Regions from separate parts of the Drosophila melanogaster genome. Here all the other regions are linked to region 1. Evidence: chromatin contacts called from public Hi-C and targeted proximity ligation data. All regions are on one chromosome and are shown on one strand. The core of a region is the stretch at or near the end of the contact, and the rest is flanking DNA. Distances in the headings are between cores, read along the strand shown. Region 1 holds the start of Naam (Nicotinamide amidase). Region 2 overlaps bnl (branchless). Region 3 holds the start of bnl (branchless). Region 4 holds the start of CG4733.

Region 1 (2,961 bases), core at 460-2,959:
CTTGAAAGTTTTTCCGATAAAAATACTATTTAAAAACAAAAAAGCATATTTAATTTGCGTTTATAAATCAAACATAATTAGCTAACAAGTAAATGAGTTATAAAAATAACTTTATTTTGCCAAGTGTGTTATGTCTGGCCTCAACCTTTGTGCCAATTTAAATGCGTAATTATAACGAGTGCCAGAGAGCAGTTAGAGTCCGTTCTGGCCTGCATATTAATTACGTTCACGGCGCCGCACAAAAGCGGAGTCCTGAAAGCCTGAAAGGGGAGGAAATCTTGGCAGGACCAAAGCAGACAATAGGAATTTTAATCAAGGATCAGCGTGCTCGAATTTATTTAAAGGTGGGCCATCGGAGCACCCCACCCACAGTGTGCTTCGCTCCTGGCCCCTTGGCGCTCTGGTTGGTAATCTGGTCAGCGTGTTTCAGGCATGCCATGAATGCCTTGCCTTACCTTGCCCCTTTCCCAGGCCCTTCTATTCACAAGCACAAATGCCGGCCAATTGTGGGGCTCCGTGAAGAGGGGACAAATAAAGGCTAATTAAGAGCGGAATGACAAGGCGAAGAAATGGGTTTTCATTGTTGCTGCCAAGCCGGGGCCAATGTTATTCTAAGATGGCACAAACTCACGATCCAAAGGTATTTAACCTTTCTTCTCATAAACGTACTATAACTTTCTCCGTAAATCTTTTCAATTTTTATTACCTGAAACATTGAGATAAACTAATCACGTCAGGCTAAAAATAGAAACATAATTCCATTTTCATTGGTTTGCCTCTGGCTGGCCTTAACCGGCCATCTCTTAAGAGTTTCCGTAGTGTAGCGGTTATCACGTGTGCTTCACACGCACAAGGTCCCCGGTTCGAACCCGGGCGGGAACAGTCGAAATAGTTTTTTGTCTTTTTTTATTTCATTATTATAGTTATTTTGCGATAATATTAAATTTAACATAATATTCACATTAAAGATGCGTCATCTTCCCATTCAGGGGCGTTTAATTGGAATTTTATTTGCATCAGCACAATGTGTTCTAACCTGGCATGATAAAATACATATAATGTTTATTTAACAAATCATTTGATTTACAAATTTGCTCGCCTTAAGCCGTATTTATTTGAAGATTTGAAGGGCTGGAGAAATGTTATCTTGGGCGGACACTTAACAGAATCATAAGCTTTCGTCCCGGCTTTACATATGATATGTATGATGAAGCTCAAAGTTTGTGCTTTACACTGCCCAACAAAGATCGACACCCAATAATTATACGAACGAGAAAATAAAACGATTTCAAAACCTTTGGAACTTTTCATTTCACTAGAACTCCCTTGACTTTTTGGACCCGCGTTCTTATACATTTTCATGAATCACACTCTTCATCTTCCGTATAAGAGAGCTTTCTCTTTCGGCTACTTACCACGCGATAGTCCAAAAAAGCTTTGCATAAACAAAACACTCAGAGCTTTCAGAGTCCACGCACCGAATGTGGTAGCAATGTCAAATTCGTGATTATCAGCGTTAATTGTACAATATTATGATTTATTCGAGCTGTAAATCTTCACAGCAAGCACAAACTGTAATTATACCACTTAGAATTCGTTGATGTAGTCAATTTTTTGAGATAATACAAACATTCCCGAGAAACTTAAAGAACTCGCCGGTTGGAGGGAACAATTCGCGTCCGTCAGCTGTGAAAGCTTAATGCCAACTGAGAGAACCGGCATCGAGAAAAAAGCCTTATGCAATTGCTCACGTTTGTTTACCAAGTAGTTCCCAGTAAGTGATAAATAATAATGAATGAAACTTATCTATCATTTAGTCACTTCCCCATTGATAGTTTCCAGAATGTCTGAACAAAGGGGCATAGCTATCGAAATTATAGAATTAAATCCCCCCACTTTATTTCATTGACACTCGTAATTCCAAAAGTTACAAACTGTAAATAATTGTTTGCCGCTCCCACGCTTCGATTCATATAAACTGAAACGATTACTATTGTTTTATCCAAAGTCAATTAGCTTTGGATCATTGGCTTTTGATTGCGTAAGATCATTTTACGATTTCAACCACTACAATACAGCGAATTTTCTCCTACTGCTGCAGAGCATATGACCATATATGGAAAATGATTTTAAAATCACCATATACCATATAAATTCAGGCTATCATTTAAGAAAATCTTGCTAGGGAATGCTAGCTGCTAATAGGATGTATTACTAGTTAGCAAGACACAGTTAATTAGTAAGTCACAGTAATTAGTAAGTAAGCAGCAGCTTGAAATACCAAAATATTATATCTACGAATTTCCGGTGTCTTGAAACACTCTATATTTTGTTTACACATTTTATTTATCAAAATTAAATATAATATATATATTAATTTAGTCAACAAATGCCAATCATCATGGCGATGGGATGCGGTTAATAAATAGTACACTCCATTGATCAGGAGGGGAAGTTCATTAAGAGTACATAGACTAGTGCGTACCTAAACCTAGGCTATAGTTACTGCTAAGGTGGATCGGTGGAACGGGAATGCGATTAATCCCTCGTGTGATCGCGTATCCAGTCAAGGTATTCAGTGACTCGAGTATAGACACCTGGATGGGCATAAAAATTAGTAAATGCTCTTTAAAGTAATGTTTCTGTAGCGCAACATACCTGGATATCCCGGCTCACCACACTTGTTGCCAAAGGACACCACTCCCAGTTGAACCCAGTGGGAATCATATCGCATCATCAAAGGACCGCCAGAATCGCCCTGCAAAACGGTTAAATTAGTTTTGATCCTCTATGAATGGAAACTCCTTTATTAACTCACCTGACAAGCATCCACTCCGCCATCGGAGTATCCTGCGCAGATGAAGTTCTCGTTGATAGGCTGGAAGTAACTGCGGTCGCAATCCTCATTCCGCCAAATGGGCAGTTCCGCCTGTCGTTGGCTGGTGGACTCCTTACCACCGT
Region 2 (3,098 bases), core at 138-2,637, 130 kb before region 1:
TGAGGAGGCATTAGCTATTCGCTGCGCTGTTAACCATCCGCATTCCCATTCGCTCCCTTTTGGGACTGTTTTTTTTTTTTTTTGGAACTCCTCTCCTTAGTGGCAATTTGCCTTAAATCGAGCATTGGATCAACTAATTGAAATGTTATTTCTCATGTCAAATGTCTCCGAGGGCTGGTGACAGCTAAAAATACACAAAAACCAGCTCCCAGGCCCATTTTCAGTCCCATTTCCACTCCCGATTTCCAATCCTCCCAAGTTGACAGGCGACAGTTTGGCTGCGGAACTTTGCCGCATTTGCTACGCTCCAGTTTTGAGATTTCCGAATTGGCTGACTACAAATGTATATATGTATGTATATTTTGGGGAACTGCACAATGATAATATGTGTGTCAGCGAGCGGGAACTAACTAATCGTTTGCCATGTCAAATGTCGTCGATGGGGGAAAACTCTTTGAACTTTGACTGCGTCTTAATTTATCTGGTCACGGCTGGGTTAGAGACTTCTTTGCTCGGGAACTTAATAGTAGATAGTAGATACATTGTTGATTGATTTTTCAAGATAGGGGAATAATTTAAGGGAAAAATACACTGTTTTATGTGGTCCTTTGACTAGAAAAGAGCAAAATACTATTATTAAAATATTATTTCGATATTTTTACATATGTATAATAATTGGTTTTCTCAATCGCTCAATCATCATATCTATCAATCATCATATTATTCTTGCGCCCAAATAATGTACTCCTTCAAACTCTCAGTGCTCGATGCACCATCATCCATGGAACCATAAAATGGGAATACCTCAAACCATTGACACGACCAGATCATCAGCCCGCATCTGTCGCCTCGGTCGCGGAGTGAATAATTTTAAAAGCCGCCAGTCTGCACATGCTAAAAATGTTTTATGGACTTCTGTTTTTGTGGCTGTTGCCTGCAAAAAATGCCGTCTAACCAGACACTGGAAGAGTGGAACACCGGCTGACAGGCCGGGCAACTTGGCCTCAACGTCCGACAAGCAACAACTAACAACGGTTAACAATTTGACAACCACGGCTTTGACAGGCAACGCCAGCTAAATAATATATATGCGACTTATAACAGTTTAAGTTTGATTTTCCTCGCTCCGCATGTCTGTCGAATAATTAGAGTTTCCATTTGTTGGATTGCATAAATCAGCACAGCCAAGCGTATCTTACAAAATGTATGTTTCTCCCCATCTCGTCTCGGCTAATTGATTCGTGATAGGCCGTTGTGGCACCGCTAGCAGATAGTCAAAATGGCTTAGGATCATTCTGGGAATTCGAATGATTGATTCTGTGTGCAAAAGGGTCGTAAACTCGCACCACTTACGCCTCCAGCGATAGAAAAGTACGTATGGATGCCCAGTTTCTCGTACAATGCGACTCTCTTGTCATTTGCCAACGGGTGAGGGCGAATCATATGGTGGGCGGTTTGGACACGCCCGCTCGGCTGGGTTTTAAGTCTGGACCTCCGGCCTGATAATGTCATAACGCTTATCTCTCGGCCACGGCGACAATGTTGACAACCGCCGACTCCCACTCTCTTTTCGCCAACTGACACAGAATCGCATTGGAGCGAAACGGGCTTTAGTAGACGACTGCTGCTCGGGTCTAAAATTTATGACCGACTTAATGGCAAATGCAAATATTTGGCACAGAGGTCAGAGATCTAAGGCAGAGCAGGCAGATAGTTTCACGTACGGTTCCCTGCTGGATCCCAGTGTGTGACCATGAAACGGAGGCCAGAAGATGCTCTAATAACACTCTTTTGATTATATACTATAATATACGAAACTAGTGGTTTGAAAACGGAAACTTTACAACTCGATCTGATAGTGAAACGATAATTGCTGGAAAGATTAGTTAATACACCAGTCAAAATCATCCAGTGATCATCATTGATGATCATCATCAATGCCATAGTCTCGACCGCCTCGTGCCACTCGATCAATGATCAATGGGGACTCTAATGGCCAGTCAACCAAATGACTCAACACCTGCCAAAGAGCAGGTACCTCCTCCAACTCGCATCTAGACTAGATTCCTGGTCCGAAAGGCGAGATTCTGGCGGGGATCGGTGGAGAGCTGAGCAGCAGGTGGAGCGACCGGAGGCGGCGGTTGGGGCAGACAGCGCTGTCGCAGACGCAGCCACAGACGACGCCACTTGTCTTGTCGTGTCTCAAATTAATTAAAGACTCATCTACATATTTCATTTCCACTCCAACTGGTTGTTTAGTGGACAAGAAAAAGCCGCGGCCACAACATCCACATCAGAAAATGCGGAAAAACACAACCTGGAATGGGAACTCGGACCGGAGAACGGGGATCTCAGCGTGCGCCTCCGAAATTGGCCTGTCACTGGTCACGCACTTTGGGGCGGGGTGGGGGCGTGGTCCAGCTTGTTTTTTCGGCCCATGAAAAACATTTTACGGTTTTTAACATCTTGCTCAAGTTATTTTTTCCGACATATTTTACATATGTTTGTTTTTAGATTTTACAACTTTTTTTCCGCTTACAATTTTAACATAATTTTTCGTTTGTTTTTCCCAGCTTGTATTAATTTGTAAGAACGCACATTTCGGTGTTATTCAAATGTCGTAAACTTTCACTGGGAAACTTTTACCTAATCGGCTTTAGTTTTAGGGCTCTCCTTTGGTGGGCCAGGCCACTCGATTAGACAATGCATTTCGATGTGGAACTGCCCATACTTTACACATTATTAGTCTATTTTAATCAAATGAAGGCATTCTCAATAGCCCCATTCATTTTTCATTAATGAATTGGGCCCAGATGGGTAGCTTATTGATATGAAGCCCCTTATAGACCAAAAACGGTAGCGTTGATAAATCTAATTTGTCCCAGGGAGAAAGCCAGAATCCCCACACGTGTGCAATGACGATGCCCAGAAGAGAAATTCCAAACCAAAGTGGTCGTGACAAATCCCATCAGTTTGAATAGATCTCTTCCTGGAGATATTGCATATTTTCCATTATGATTTGCCATTCCGCCGCAGATATTGCAACGATTCCCATTTAGATTTGCCATGTGCAGCAAAATGGATTTTAGTGGGCGTTT
Region 3 (3,040 bases), core at 237-2,736, 170 kb before region 1:
ATTTCTGTAGTGTCAAGTTGAAGTTCATTCATACACACATATGGGTATCTGCACCATGTGATTTTTTATAAGCGCCTTCTAAATAGATAAGATAAACTTGTATTCAACGAAATTCGCGCATAGCTGCCTTAACTTTTAAATTTGCCGTGTGACAGTATTTTTGGGGCTAAATTTTGGTCAACATCTAAAATTAGCAAAAATTTCGGTTGGTCAGAAATAGGTTTTGTGGTTTATTGCAGCCACAGGCAAATGAGTTGGTCAAAGTTCAAACCTTATCAGTGCGAATACAACGATGCGATTAGCACCTATCGTGAGTTGGCTTTCCCACGCGACTGATTCACTGGCAATGTTTAGCCGAATAATAAAGGGTACTGGGTGACGCTTGTTGTTGCACTTTGTGTTGTTAGTTAATTGGTATTTGTGCAAGTCCACGCTACCTGGCGAAATACGTCAAAAGCACTGGAAAAGGTCTACGCGCCAAAAAGCACAACCGCCACCAAACGCAATCCAATCAAAAACAAAAAGCAACTGCAATCTCTCCCTTTCACAATGTCTGTTTGAAAACCGTCACGTGATTTGTCGCCGTCGACTTAGGGGGCTCATTATAGTGACAGAACTCTAACAAAAATTAGTAGACTACTGTATTTTATATATATATATATATATATTTTTTTTTTTATATATAGAACATTTTAGTTGAGCTTTATGTTCGAAAGTTGTTTTTCTAGTGACAGATAACACCTTGTAGCCTACATTGTGGCCCAAAAAATTTCAGAATTTTCGGTTAGATAGTTACCATGTAACCGTTTAAGATATTTAGAGTAAGAAAAAGTAGGCTTCATAAATGATTAAGATGACTACAGTTAACCACCCCAAACACTAACAGAATTTGTTTGTTTTACTTAAAATCCAAAAATAATTTTCTAAATACAACAAATAAGTACACAAAAAATAAAAAAAAATTGATTCATATTTTGCATTTAATGTTTGAGTACAATGTTGAGCTAGTAACACAGTAGTTTTTAACCACTCATTAAAATTTATAATTTATTCAGCTACAAAGTATAAATTAGCAACGAACGAAATACAAATCTTTTATAACGGTGTTTTTGATTCTGACGCTAATGTATGATGAATCAACGAGTTGGCAGCGTTTCAATCACTTGAGCCGCAGTTTCGTCAGATCGGAAGGATGAATTGGGAATAACAGATAAACCCCATATCACACCTAGGGAACCGACCGACCACCATTCACTACAGCTGACCACCGACCACCATTCTTGGCGTTTACCTTACTCGCCCACTACTTGCTCTCACTCTCTCCGTCTCCCTCCCGCCGAACCGCACCGCATCGCACTCTCTCTCTCGTGCTCGTTCCGTCGCAAACGTGCTCGGCGTGAACGCACGAAGCGTCGCCTCATCGACAGGGTCTTTTTGCTCATGGCTTCAGTCTCTGACTAGCACGCTTGGGGAACACACAGTGAGCGGAGCGTCCGCAGTCGCAGTAGCACTCGAAGTCCGCTTATCCGCATCCGCAGCGTTTTCGAATTTTTCAGACCTACCATTCGATCCGATCCGATCCATCTGGCACATCCTAACCATCTCTAATCGTAACCCCATCATCGTGATCGCGTCCGTAATCGCTCCGTTTTAACGTACTCGATGTTCCGGTTTTGTGTGCAATCGTTTTCAAAGGAGATCGAAACAATAATCTCGGCGGATAGGAAATTTGAAACACGAATGTTCGTTTCGCAATCCAAGAGAGTCGTTACAATTTGAAAAGCCCGCAATAAAAAAAAAAAATCGTTTAGATGCGAGCAATTCGAAGATCGGAAAATATATAAAAAAATAAATATATATATATGATTTGTGCTGTGTTTGAAAAAGGAATATAAGAAAAAAATTATGAAAATGTTGAATTGTTGTTGCCGTAAGTTTTAAAGTGTGCAAAGTGCAACTCTCTGAAAATCAACGAAGAATACAACGCGTCCAAAAAAAGAATCGTAAAACTGAAAAAAAAGCAAACAAACATAAAACCTAGGTGCGTAATTTTCTGTTTCAACGCTGTTACATAAGTTCTTTTTTTTAATAAGTTTGTTGTTCCTCCAAGTATTTGTTCGAATGTTGCAAAATATTTCATTGGATTTCGGTCTTTGGAGCTTAGCAAAAGCAAGCCTAAAATTATTGAAAGTTTCAAGTTTGCCGAACGGAAAAAATATATGTTTTTCTGTATTATTAGATTTGATGTTTTGAAATACTAAAATTTATAAAGAGTTTCAGTGTTCTTTGGTCGCGCAATGTTGGGCATTTAAATAAAATATTTTGAATACGTTGAAATGTGGCAATTTGTTTGGTAACTTTCAAAATAAATTTAAAACATTTTCCACTTGGCAGCGGGCCGAGTAATAAGTGTATTTAAATGACCCACGAGGGAAAGTAATTAAATAGCAATATGTATAAAAACGAAATAAATTGATTTCAACAAACAAATAGCAAGCTAAAGCAAATGGGCAAAAACTTAATTTATATTAGTGGCATGCTAATTGAAATAATTTAGTTCATATTTGATTTGATTGATCAATACCTGTGCAGAATGATATTCACTTAAAACGTAATCTGATTGCATTTAGGTATAAGCGAATTAAATTTGATTTGCAGCCTAGTTTTTCCAAGTACTTTTCCGCGTTTATCTGCCCCAAATAAACAATTGGTAAAGCAAACAAAATGTAGCAAAATGTTTTTTTTTGCCAACCGGTGAAAGCAAACGACCTTAGGAGAACCCACTCTATGAAAGCGAAATTCATATAAATTTAAGCACACGATCTTTGGGATTATTTATAGTTTTTTTTTTTGCAAAACGCATATACATTTGCGAATCTTTATCGCCGTCTTGAAATGTATCTGTATCTGCGTATATGCGAATTGTGCGTATCTCTATTTGCAAACGCACGCAGGCGCTTTTAATCTCATTTCGCTAACTTTTTCGCAATAAACTTTTTTTCTGCTCACTCTGCGCGTGCACTTTTTGTCCTATAAATTG
Region 4 (2,944 bases), core at 421-2,920, 220 kb before region 1:
TACGTAAGACGCGTACACGGCGGGCACAGTGGTCGCAGACCCATTGAAAACCAGGTTCCAAAAATAGACATTCAACTGCCAGAAGCAATTATCATATCGGGGGTTTAATTAATGGCCCACACCTTTGGCGCCAAAAACGTGAACAATTATTGTGTCACGTTGAATCATCTCGACATTCCATCTGGTTATGCTTGTGCAAAAACAAACAATTAATCAATTGATTTAATTGAATCATTTTTTACGGGTCAAAAATAAGTGGGATCCCACTGTGCATGCGTAAGAAATAGACAAGAGCGGTCAAAATTTTAGCACCAAGTGATCTTATAAAAGTTTTCACTAAGTAATCGGATGTTTAATAAAACAAAATATGAAGTTTTGAAATAAGTGCAAAATCTGCGATTATTAGAAAACCATTTTAATATTATCTAAGCCAACTAATAAATTTTAAATAAAATAAATTTAATAAAATAAAAAATTTTATTTATTTAAAAAACGTTTAAAAAAAGTTTCGTTTGGATAACTCTTAATTACAAAATGTCTCATTGAGAATTAGCGTCATAAAAGTTATTTTGTTGACTTGGAATACACATTGACGTACGAAACTGACCTACAAATTTACTTATATTGAGTCAGTTTTTTTTTTACAAAAACTCTGATAAGTCGTTTCGTTTTCAATTTTAGTCACTGTCATATGAGGTGCATAATAAAACGCAGAAACATTGTGCAAAACAAAGTTTCTAAATAGATCTGCAATGAGGAAAGGCGTTTGCAAATCCATTTAGCGATGCTATTGTCTTGACCTCAGCTGTTGGTTGTACTATTTCGCCGTTTTTACGTGGGGTTCCAATGGGATAGGAACGGGAATGGGTTGGGGTTGGGAACGGGGACGAGATGAAACCGGGAGCTGCGTTGCGTTTGCGACTGCGGCTGCTGCTTCTTCAACTTTGTACTATTTATTCGAAAATAAATTTCGAAGTAGTTGCCGCTCACAGACACACGTGCACGCACACTGGCCCAATGCACTTTACATACACTTTACGAGCCAGAGTGCACTTGTGTGTGTATGTGTGTGGCTGGTGGGGTGTATGGTGGTGCATGACGTACATATAGTTTGATATTTGTCTGCCTTTATTAATGATTGCATTTGGGCCCGGAGGGCGCGTGCTGAGAACAACGGCGACACCGAGAGATTCCGTCATTAATTAATTAACCAAGCCGAACCGAAAGCGAAACCGACCAGAGGTTAATCGAAATTTTCGCGGCACGACATTTTTGCCGTGCGCTCTTCTTTTGGCGAAATGCGCGAAATATTAACAAACGGGGGAAAACACACGAGGCAGCGGGATATTTTGGAAAACTCTGGCAAGCTTCCGCTTGGCGAGTCTAAAATTAACAGCAAACAGAACCGAAAACAGAGCAGAATAGAACACAGAATCCACAGATCTGAAAATCCGAGTCCGAAATCGGAAAACCGTCGTATATCCGAGCGACTAGCGGTGCAGGCGATGCTGCTAAGGTCCGTGTTGTTACTGTAAATCTTCGGCCGCTGAAAATAACATCAGCCTCCGTTCTGCGAGCGATCGGTCGGTCCGCAGAGACGACGAGCCAACGGAGCGGATGAGCGAGAGTGCTACGCGGTGATCTCAGCTGTTGCTGCTGCTGCGGCTGCTGCTGCTCCTACTGCCGCTGCAACTACGCTAATGACACCAGCAGCCCCCAAGAACGAGCGCTCCCACACACGAGCGACCTGCGATCGAATCAGAGCTGAGCCGATCGACGGAAAAAGACGCTGACTAATCGGCTGGGAAATCCGCCAGATCGGATTAAGCTCATTTCGAAGGGAGCGGCAATACTGGACCGCAGGGTTCAAGGTTTTGGGTGTAAAAATACAATTTTCCCTTAATTTAACGTTATATGTGGAATATAATTTGCTTGGGAAAAAGGCATTATATAATATATACACCAATGGTTTTTTTGTTGGAAGAGATATTTATATCATAGAGAAAGCTATTTTAAAAATTTTTTAAGTAATTAGTAAAATTTTACTATTCTAAAAAATAATTAAATAAACAAAAAAATATAACGAACAATGTCTATAATTGTTATATTACATTCAGTTTTAATTAAAAGCTATAAAAGAGCTAAAAGTACAGCTCAGCAGCAGTGAGAGAGTAGGAGAGCGGCGCCCGAAAAGATCCATTACTTTGGCGTTCTTTGAGCAGCCGCTCCATCATCCTCTCGCTCTCTCTCTCTGCGCTCTCACCTACCCCCACACGACGGCGCAGCGGCAGCGACGTCGGCAGAACACTTGCCGCCGTTTACCCACTCACACGCACACTCACACACGCGTCACTCACACTGGCGAGCGCGAATCCATTGTCGAACATAAAAATACAAAAATCAAATCATAGGTGTTTGTTAATTATACACTGTGCCCTGGAGCCAGGGTGTCACGGTTCGTTTGAGAAGTTTGGACATGTCACGTAAATACCAGGTATTATAATAAAACGCTATTATTTGAATATAATAATAATATTATATTATAAGCATATTATATTATACTTACTTATACTTTACTTACTTATTAAATTCGTGAAATATACAGAGCATACTTTCAGGTACATACACCCCGAACTCAAATCTTTATCGTTATCAATACACGATCAACATAAATGTATTATTGTCGTATTAAATATTACAGAGAAGGGCATTCAAAGTGCCGGGTAAGTTTGGTTCTGCCTCTCTAGTTTCAAATTTGCCCGCCTCATTGAGCAGGAAAACAACAAATTCCCCAACAATAACAACGTCTACGGATCGCAGCGTTTATCTCGCTTATTTGCTAATGCTAAATGATCGTCTTCTTCCCCGCCTTCGGCGGCCTTCTTCCACTTCACATCGCAATGTTTGTTGCAAGTTGGCTTGTCCATATGTCTCTGTTGTTGCT

The links. Hi-C and Micro-C count contacts between places; a contact is called where the count stands out from the background.
Region 2: a contact with region 1 is called in a targeted proximity ligation map of the S2 cell line, with 7 times the contacts expected there. A contact is called at or near these places in 30 of 107 Hi-C or Micro-C datasets (the D17-c3 cell line, the Kc167 cell line, the ML-DmBG3-c2 cell line and 15 more) and 6 of 7 datasets of targeted methods (the Kc167 cell line and the S2 cell line).
Region 3: a contact with region 1 is called in a Hi-C map of the Kc167 cell line, with 2.3 times the contacts expected there. A contact is called at or near these places in 14 of 107 Hi-C or Micro-C datasets (the Clone 8 cell line, the D17-c3 cell line, the Kc167 cell line and 4 more) and 2 of 7 datasets of targeted methods (both in the Kc167 cell line).
Region 4: a targeted proximity ligation map of the Kc167 cell line shows a contact between it and region 1, with 3 times the contacts expected there.

Annotation. Positions count from the first base shown.
Region 1 is chr3R:19,670,198-19,673,158 of dm6, reverse strand. It overlaps Naam (Nicotinamide amidase), which reads right to left and starts at 1,709. Exons shown (of 7, transcript NM_169872.2): 1 at 1,416-1,709. CG7432 reads right to left here. Exons shown (of 7, transcript NM_142568.3): 5 at 2,819-2,961; 6 at 2,659-2,758; 7 at 2,332-2,597. The coding sequence ends at 2,539. tRNA:Val-CAC-2-5 (transfer RNA:Valine-CAC 2-5) reads left to right here and starts at 810; the gene lies at 810-882.
Region 2 is chr3R:19,804,655-19,807,752 of dm6, reverse strand. The region is part of intron 2 of bnl (branchless); the gene reads left to right. Among named protein-coding and RNA genes, the nearest start is that of tRNA:Thr-AGT-1-7, 3.5 kb to the right of the region's middle.
Region 3 is chr3R:19,835,263-19,838,302 of dm6, reverse strand. It overlaps bnl (branchless), which reads left to right and starts at 1,486. Exons shown (of 5, transcript NM_169874.1): 1 at 1,486-2,041.
Region 4 is chr3R:19,889,415-19,892,358 of dm6, reverse strand. It overlaps CG4733, which reads right to left and starts at 1,670. Exons shown (of 9, transcript NM_001260269.2): 1 at 1,105-1,670.